Linked DNA regions of Mus musculus: regions 2 and 3 are each linked to region 1. A link is a contact called in public promoter capture Hi-C data. All regions are on one chromosome and are shown on one strand. Each heading gives the region's core, a stretch centred on a gene start, on an enhancer-like site or on the middle of the called end of the contact. The rest is flanking DNA. Distances are from core to core; before and after follow the strand shown. Region 1 overlaps Gm32525 (a long non-coding RNA gene). Region 2 holds the start of Abt1 (activator of basal transcription 1). Region 3 holds the start of H1f3 (H1.3 linker histone, cluster member).

The links. Promoter capture Hi-C pulls out the DNA fragments that hold promoters and counts their contacts.
Region 2: a promoter capture Hi-C map of liver shows a contact between it and region 1, with 11 times the contacts expected there. The contact joins the promoter of Abt1 here to the enhancer-like site in region 1. A contact is called at or near these places in 6 of 39 promoter capture datasets (embryonic stem cells, hippocampal neurons, liver and 1 more), 3 of 484 Hi-C or Micro-C datasets (cerebral cortex, embryonic stem cells and muscle stem cells) and 15 of 115 datasets of contacts at active chromatin or transcription factors (the SCID.adh cell line, craniofacial prominence, embryonic forebrain and 8 more).
Region 3: a contact with region 1 is called in a promoter capture Hi-C map of the 3T3-L1 cell line, with 6 times the contacts expected there. The contact joins the promoter of H1f3 here to the enhancer-like site in region 1. A contact is called at or near these places in 7 of 39 promoter capture datasets (the 3T3-L1 cell line, cranial neural crest, embryonic stem cells and 4 more), 2 of 115 datasets of contacts at active chromatin or transcription factors (astrocytes and embryonic forebrain) and 1 of 9 other capture datasets (liver).

Annotation. Positions count from the first base shown.
Region 1 is chr13:21,236,008-21,239,060 of GRCm38.p6, reverse strand. All of the region lies in intron 1 of Gm32525 (a long non-coding RNA gene), which reads left to right. Among named protein-coding and RNA genes, the nearest start is that of n-TAtgc11, 3.4 kb to the left of the region's middle. Within about 2 kb of position 1,735, at least 6 of the 459 cell types and tissues checked have an H3K27ac peak or open chromatin away from gene starts, as enhancers often do. A contact at or near this core is called in liver and second pharyngeal arch cranial neural crest, where this site is marked.
Region 2 is chr13:23,422,435-23,425,368 of GRCm38.p6, reverse strand. Abt1 (activator of basal transcription 1) reads left to right here and starts at 1,503. Exons shown (of 3, transcript NM_013924.3): 1 at 1,503-1,783; 2 at 2,687-2,886. The coding sequence starts at 1,537.
Region 3 is chr13:23,553,606-23,556,629 of GRCm38.p6, reverse strand. H1f3 (H1.3 linker histone, cluster member) reads right to left here and starts at 1,598. Exons shown (of 1, transcript NM_145713.4): 1 at 823-1,598. The coding sequence starts at 1,540. The coding sequence ends at 875.

The DNA of each region.
Region 1 (3,053 bases), core at 486-2,985:
CAATGACTTGAGAGAAAACCACACCTGATGCAAACTGCAAGAGGTTTTATTATCAGCTAGCTGAGGACGAAGTCCTTCTGCAGTGCAGGGCAGGGAAGTTGGACTCCAAGTTGCAACAGTAGGGGGGCTTTTAACAGCTAGCTAAGGAATTGGGAGGAGTTGGGAGGAGAGTTGGGAGGAGTTGGGAAGAGTTGGGAGGAGTGTTCTTCTCTGCCTGGATGTCCTTGGTAAAATTACAATTATCGCATCTCTGGCTGTAAGGCTCAGAAACCAAAAGGCTTTTTGCTGGCTATAGAGAACAAAGAGCTTCTTTCTAGCTGTATTTTTAGAGATCAGGGAAACAAGCTTGGGGAATGACCAGGGGCTTTACCTTCTAGGGAGAAATGCTCTAAGTCGGGGTCTCACAGAAGGAGCTCCTAACAACAGATAGGGATTTTCTCTTTGGACTTGCAGGAAAACAGAGAAGCAGCTGCAGCTGCAAGGCACAGGTTACACAGTATTCTAGGAAAGAGAACCAAGGGGCCCTCTTGGGTTTGGAGGCACTCAAGAGAAAGGCAGACTAGCTCAGTAGAATGACACATAGAGACTTCTAAAGAGCTAGTAGTTTAGTTGTAGGATCGGGCTTGTAAATAGATACTTTGTATATAGTTAAGAAAATAAAGTTATCTCGGTGAGCTAGCAGGGTTTTACCTCAATTTACATCTCTGGTGTCGTGTCCTTATTGGTATAAATATTAATTTACACCCAAGTTCTCACATGGCTAGGCAAATGTTCTGACTCTAGGCCTTATCCCCCAACTCGTGTTTACCTTCCAGGGACATGGCAGAAAGAAATGAAGGAGCTGAGCTTGGAAGGCGGATACAGTCCCTGCTTCTAATCGAAAACAAAACAAAACCCCAAGAGCAGCAGATCCCCGTGGCTATTTTTCTGTTGTTATTGTTGTCGGCCAGTCCCCTTGCGTTTGTACTGGCTGTGTTGACAGTCACTCAAGCTGGTGCCAGACTCTGGGTTGAAACAGGAATGGTTGTTTACAGGAGCACATCACCAGACGCACAGTTTCACCCCAAGATGTCAAGAAGCTCCTCCTTACAACGGAGTCACAGTTCATCTTTCTTGCTGGGTGGGGTGGGGTGGGGTGGCTGAGACCTTGAGAACACACATAAGGAAGCATTTTCTTGTTTGATTCAGAAACCCCTGGTTTCCACAGCTCCTAGGGGATTTCCCAGTATCCTCTGGATGGAATCACTGGATTTTACTGCTGTGAAATATAACTCGGTAAGGGGATGCCTGGTGGGTCCATGCTAATGTGTGCCTCTGAGAAATTATGCCATGCAACAGGTCTGATATAAAGAGGGAAGGGAGGAGAATGAGATCCTGGGGAAAGGGCAGTGGCAGACAAGTGGACAGGTAGACAGGCAGATAGACCAGACCGGAGCAGAGCTATGAGGGCAGGGCGGGGTGGGGAAGGGGGTGTGCAGAGAAGGACAGAAAGGCTTCAGCCACAGAGCAGATGAACTTGCCAGCAAGTGTGAAGACAAACAAACAAAAAGCAAAAGCTCTCATCTTTCCTGTCCTTTTCTGTGAGGTGTCACCAGGAGAAGCTCAGATTTAGAGTGTATTTTCCTATCTCAAATAATCTCATCAAGAAAGTCTCCCCCGGATGTGCTCAGACGGTTGGCATTTAGTTGATTCCAGATGTGGTCACGTTAGCTACAATCCCTCCGGCTGGGAAACTAAGAGACTGTGTGTGTGTACATCATCTACTCTGACATCCGCCTAAGAGGTTCTGTGGCTCAGAGTCTGCCGCAGTTTTGTTGCTGTGATAAAACTATGACCAAAAGCAATTTAGGGAAACAGGGTTTAAGACATATTAGAAGTTAGACTCCATCATAACAGAAAGCAAGGGCAGGAACTCAAGCAGAAGCTATGTAGAAACCAGTTACTGGCTTACTCCACTTACTGTTTTGTTTTGCTTTGGTTTGGTTTGGTTTTTTTAGAGACAGGATTTCTCTGTGTAGTCCTGGCTGGCCTGGAATCCCTCTATAGACAGACCAGACTGGCCTTAAACTCAGAGTTCACTTGGCTCTGCTTCCCTAGTGCTGGGATTAAAGTCATGTGCCATCACTGCCCAGCTTCAGCTTATTTTATTATATAACCCAGGACCTTTTGCCCAGGGCTGGCACTGCAGACAATGGACTGGGCCCTCCCACATCAATCATTAATCAAGAAAGTGCCCCCAGCGACTTGCCTACAGCCAGTCTGATAGAGGCAATTCCTCAACTGAGAGTTCCTGCTTCCCAAGTCGCTTTTCTGTCAACTTAAAAAAACCTAACCACTACAAGGTCCAAATTGTGTAGGTTTAAAATAAACATTTTGTATCATGTGTTTGTGTACAGGAAATGAAAACCAGTCAGGGAACTGAGTGTTTCTGTGTGGGACATTCAGGAGCCTGCACTCAGGCCCTGGGCATCGCCCAACCCATCTCAAAGGTAGTATTCAAGGTCCTTCCAGAACCATCTTGTTGTAGTCTTTGGGCCCCCATTCCTGGCTTAATTTCTTCTTATCACTGGGTGTAAGGAGGCACTTGTGACTTCAGATCATGGAACCAGGCACCGTGGGAGACTTTAGTCAGTAGAGCTTGAATTGGGATGGGTAATATTGGAAATGCCTTTGAAAAAGAATACAGCACAGCATTTTGAATGTTAGGATAGCCTTAAGGACATTTACATCCACACAACTTCCACCCCTCACAGGGAAGCAGTAGGCCTCACACAGCCATAACCCTTTCCTTTCAAGACTGTCTAAGGCTTGAGCTAGAGTGGGGCTTAGTGGTACCTAGAGGGTCTGAGTACCACAAACAAACTGTTAACTGAAATTACAAAAACTTCTCAACCTCTCATTTCTCCTGGAAAAAGCAAAACAAAAAAGATGAGGCTGTTGAAGGATAGTCTTAAAATAAACAGAACTGGGTAACTGTGTCTCATTGGGATCAAAATTCAGTTGGGCACAATGGTATGTATTATCCTCAGGCAGACCTGTGGGCCCTATTTTTA
Region 2 (2,934 bases), core at 254-2,753, 2.2 Mb before region 1:
TTTAATATATAAATTAAAATTTAAAAGGGTCTCTTGTAGCCCAGGTTGGTCTGGAACTTCCTTTCTTCTCCATCTCCCAAGAGCTGAGGATTACAGGATTGCCCCGACTTCCAGTTTACTTGGCATTTATTTGGCATTTAATGTGTACAAATATTTCATTAACAATAATTTCAAGCACGTGCAAAGTACAGAAAGCCACTTAGCCACCACACTCTTGTGTCTTCTTTACATGTGCCCCTCCCCCAGTTCTCAATGTTTTGAAGTAACTATAAGACGCTCTCAAGTGTCATCATTGTTGGTGAAGTAGTCAGTTAAAAGTTAAAAGTAGGGGTCTTTTCTCTCCATATTCACTTTTCATAAAAGGAGCAGAGGTAACCAACAGCAAGTTCTCTTCAATGCAAGTCCCCAAAGTCAGGTTTAGTTATTAGGTCCTCAGAAGCACCTCAGCTTTACAAATAACGCCCAGAGTCTGTGGACACAGTTGCCCTGTCTTCTATATGTCATCGTGATGATGAAGGATAAAATATTATGTAGGGCCTTGACGAGGGACAACTTGAGTCCTCAGGATCATCCTGCTCTCCGTCCGTCCGTTAAGCAGGAGGGGAGGTTAGTACATCATTTCTAGCAGAGGCATCATCGCTCGAGCGTCATCAGCTGCTGTGGCCCGCCTCTGCGTTGGCCCTGGCGTGTAGGTCCCAAAAGCGAGGCGGCCTGCTGATGTGCGGACCGCGCCCCCTGGCGGCTGGTCCGAGGCTGAGACCTGCAACCCGGACCTTTCGCTCATCAACTTGCACAGATTCGAACACAATAGTACTCAGCTTTTTACTCAAACAGTTACAGATTTAAGTATTCACAAGGTGAAATGTAAAATTACTAAAGGCGCGTTTAAAATTTTAAAACCGCAACTCCAATTAAAATCCCAAAAGAATGCGTGCAAATTTATAAGCTGCTTCAAAAACTTTAATTTTAAAATGTTAAAACTTCATATAATTCAAATAATAAAATAAAAATTCAAATAATATGTTGAAACTTCAAATAATTAAAACTTCAAGGCTCAGACTGAAGTTTACAAGTTGAACTTCATAAAACTTTTTAAAATGTGTGTTAACCTTTCAACCACATTCGCACCACAGACCTGGAAGAAAATGCTGTTTTGGTCTCTACAACACACTCTTTCAACACTCTGTTCTGTAAAAATCCCACGAGAGGCACCAGGGTACGCTCTTGATGCATGGAGGCAAAAATCATTCATGCACATTTGTAAAAAAAATAAAAATATTCCGTGAGAGCTTGCCTCAGATGAGGGCTGCGCGCGACGGAAGTATTTTACCGGGACCCAGGTCCTGCGGCTCCCAACCCTTCTCCTCAGTCCAGTCTGTTGGCCTCGCCCCTCCCGCCCCGCCCAGTCTGTCTCTGCCCCGCCCCTCCGCACCCAGGATTTACGTCATTTCTTGGCCCCGACCGCAGATTGGCTCGCAGGATGTGCGTCATCAGATGGCGACAGATTCACGGCTGTCGTGCTCCCCAGATCTTGCCATGGTGAAAGCGGGAGAGTTGGTGGAGCAGCAAAAGGCTGCGATGGAGGAAGAGGCGAATGCAGAGGCGGCGGAGGATCAGGAGGAGCCCGAGGACACGGCCTGCAGCAGCAGCAGCAAGAAGAAGAAGAAGGTAGTTCCGGGGATTGTGTACCTGGGCCACGTCCCGCCGCGATTCCGGCCCCTTCACGTACGCAACCTGCTCAGCGCCTACGGCGAGGTGGGACGCGTTTTCTTCCAGGCCGAGGGTAAGCCCTGCGTCGAAAGGAGAGGTGACGATGCGGGCAGCCGGGCGCGACTCATTTTCTTGGCTGTACACGAATGAGGCGTGGGGTGCTGGCTCTTGGAAGGCTGTGGCCCCTTCCTAGCTGCTAAGTGTGTAGTACTCACGTCCTTTAGGTGGCAGGCAGGGGCGGGGAAGGGAAATGGAGAGGGTGAGTGGATAGAGAGAGTGGTTTAATAAGGCCTGAAAGAGACCCACGATCTTCTCTTCTTTCTATTTCTTAAAATTTTATTTACTTACTACTTTTTGTAGCTGTCTTCAGACACACCAGAAGAGGGCATCAGATCCCATTACAGATGGTTGTGAGCCACCATGTGGTTGTTGGGAATTGAACTCAGGACCTCTGAAAGAGCAGTCAGTACTCTTAACCACTGAGCCATCTCTCCAGCCCTCTCAATTTTCAAATAGTCCCTGAAACTGTATGATTAGCCTCCTTCAGCCTCTTCACCTTTGTTTGTTTGTTTGTTTGTTTGTTTTTCGAGACAGGGTTTCTTTGTAGCTCTGGCTGTCCTGGAACTCACTCTGTAGACCAGGCTGGCCTCGAACTCAGAGATCCGCCTGCTGCTGCCTCCCAAGTGCTGGGATTAAAGGCGTGCACTACCATGCCTGGCTCTCTTCCACCTCTTGACATGCACAACTTGGAAATGGAGGTGGGGACTGGTGTTGTTCTTGGTGCTGTTCTAATGTTCAAGAAGTTGTCATTTGAAGGGAGGCATGAATTAAGGAAAGGAGGAGCTGCCCCTTACAGACAGCCGTGTTTCATCAATCCCTGTAAAGTAGCGCCTAAACCAGCAGGTGTGGCTTACGGCTAAACTGAGGTGTGTCTCAGTGGGTGCTTGATGGGATGTTCATTGTGTTTGGCCTACAGACCACTTTGTGAAACGCAAGAAGAAGGCAGCCGCGGCCGCAGGAGGAAAGAAGGGAGCTAAGTACAGCAAGGACTATACCGAAGGCTGGGTGGAGTTCCGAGACAAGCGTGTAGCCAAGCGAGTGGCAGCCAGTCTACATAACACGCCCATGGGCGCCCGCAAGCGCAGCCCCTTCCGTTATGACCTGTGGAACCTCAAGGTGAGGTTCTCAGTTTGTCTGCCACATCTTCATTCCCCCCTCCAGCTC
Region 3 (3,024 bases), core at 349-2,848, 2.3 Mb before region 1:
AAGTCAAACTGCAAACCAAACCTTCCAAAATGGTTTTTCTTTCACGTCCTCAGCCTACTATTGGTCTACTGACCAAATAAGGGAGAACAGATAACCTCAAAACAATGTATGAGGAAGGAATGTGCAGAACTGTCAGTGGTGTTCAATTTCCTTACTAAAACCTAACCACCAGGGTATTAAAAAAGCTTCCACACTTATAGTGGCAATGTGATCAGTGCCTAAAAACTGCGAAGGTGGCTAAGTTTGGAGGAAATAGGAGCGCTTTCAATTTCTCGGAAAACACAATTAAAAATTCTTAGGACGGAATTCCAGAGCTCTGAAGTGAACAAAGGGGCGGGGACAGAGAAAAAACGCCAGCGTCCCAGTACGTAAATGTAAATCTTAATATCACAATCTCTGATTGGTGCAACACCCATGACTGAAAGTACGGCTTGATTGGTTAATTCTCAAAACCACCTTGTGTAGCCGGATTGGAAAACTTAAAACAGAGGCTCCAGCCTGTAGCCACTATTGTGAGAGTAGCTTCCTAGAGAACCCCCCTAATGCCTTATCACGCCTAGGCGACATTAGAAAGGACTTCCCGCCAAACTCTTGGAATATGAACACGTGTGTGGAGCACACACAGAAGCAAAAAACTGCCGGCCAGAAGTCCAGCTAGAGCTGAAAATGATACAATCTATCGCTCAACTAGAGTTTATAGATGCTCCTAAATGTACCCATAACAAAGTGCACAGAATTGATCTGCTTCGGAACACATAGCCAGAGTCAGCGGACATACCATGAGAAAACCAGAAAAAGGCTCAGCTCTTTTGAATGAGGTTGTGGGTGGCTCTGAAAAGAGCCGTTTGAGATTTTCAAAGCAGGACGCACCACTCTACTTCTTGCGAGGGGCAGCCTTCTTTGCCTTGGTGGCCTTCGGCTTAGAAGCTTTAGGCTTGGAAGCCTTAGCCTTGGGAGCCTTGGCCTTGGCTGGACTCTTTGCTGCCTTCTTGGGCTTAGCAGCCTTCACCTTCTTGGGACTCTTGGAAACTTTCTTGGCGCCGGCAGCCGCCGCAGGCTTCTTCGCCTTCTTCGGAGTCTTCTTGGCCGTCTTTTTGGGTGTGGCAGCACCAGTCGCCTTCTTAGGCTTCTTGGCTGCTCCCGCAGGCTTCTTGGCCTTGGCCGCGCCTGCCTTCTTAGCCTTGGGCTTAGCCTCACCGGAAGCCGCCTTCTTGTTGAGTTTGAAGGAGCCGGAGGCGCCGGTGCCCTTGGTCTGCACCAGGGTACCCTTGCTCACCAGGCTCTTCAGCCCGAGCTTGATGCGGCTGTTGTTCTTCTCCACATCGTACCCCGCGGCCGCCAGCGCCTTCTTGAGCGCAGCCAGGGACACGCCGCTGCGCTCCTTGGAGGCGGCCACAGCCTTGGTGATGAGCTCGGACACCGGGGGTCCGGACGCCTTGCGCTTCCCAGCAGCGGCGCCGGTCTTCTTCGCCTTCTTCTTCACAGGTGTCTTCTCCACAGGTGCAGGGGCAGCAGGCGCCGCGGGAGCGGTCTCGGACATGTTCTAAGCTTTACTAGTAAAGCAAAAAGTAAGCACAAACAGTCAGAGAAGGTTGTTCCCAGTGCTGCAGGCTCTGGGTTTATATAGAGAGAAGCTGCGTGGTGATTGGTTCCCTGCGCCGTGCGCCGTGCGCCGCGTTGCCAGAGAAAGGATCTTCAGCTTTGCCTTGTGGCTGTGTTTGTTGCCCCTCAAAAAAGTATAAAAATATAAAAAATATGGGCACGAAATAATTAGGGACTTGGGGGAAACTGATCCGAGAGCCTGTAGGCTACATTCTTGCCTTAATTTGTGCACCTATGTTCAAAATCGGCACCCTGAAACTTCTCTGATTGCCCCAACTCTCTTTCAAACTTGACGAAAATTGGGACAACTTTAAGGTTTTCCTTAAAAATACTACTTCTCTCGCGGTCATTAGCAAACTTTTGTTTCAGGACATGGTTCCTCACATTCTTATCATTTCAGGACTCTATGAAATAACTTGTTTTCACGGAAATACATAGGGAAATTTGAGTTTTTCGAGAAAGCAACAACACAAGCTTCCAGGGCTATCTGCACCAAGCTGTAGGAATTGGCACTAGATGGGAAAGCAGTGCATACCGGGGGAATGATTATTGTAGAAAATATCGATTGGATTTTTTAATGATATTTGAGATACCAGTGTGTAATTCCCCTTCGGTTTTCCTGTTTTAGTGATTTAGCCATTTTCTGGAGACGTGATGAGTCTGTGCCATCCCTATTGTAGATCAAAAGCTGAAAGCACATATTTTTCAGATTTGATAGAGAAATGTACACCAACTATCACATGTACAGAAAAAAGATACCTAGGTCAAGAAGGAACAGAAGTTTAGCAACTGGGAGCTGAAGAACAGTGAGATATAACCTGACTTAGCAACTCACTCCGTGTTTAGAGTACAAAGTTTACAGCTGTGTTATATGCCGTGTTTCAGGACCTGTGTTATGCAGCTGTTTCCCCTTGCCAACACTTATCACAACAGTTTTCTGCATATTTCCAGTTTTAAAATGATTTGAATTTCATTATTAAAAACAAGCAGAATGTGAAAGAAAATCTGTTTTTTAATTTCCATGATAGCTGCTGACCTCATTACATATATTACATATATAATATAGTCTGTCACAAACAAAAGAATTAGCAGGTGGTATCCACCAAAGGACTTAAACATTTCATAGTCAGTTATCATTATGATAACTGCAGCAAGAATAAAGTTTCTGGAAAAGGGATCAACCATGGGACTACAAACTTGAAACCATAAGAAGCTTCACTCATTCCCACTCATGACTGTGGAGGCTAATATCACAAATGTGGTTTTGGTCTTAACTCCAAAATATAATTACATCCTGAAAAACAGCAGATTATTCTCTGTAGTAAGGCTTGTACTATTTTGTAGAGATTAAAAACAGGCGATAAAAATCCCTAAGAGGTGTGAGAACAGTGAAACTTATGGCTTCGTCCTCTTCTCTCAATT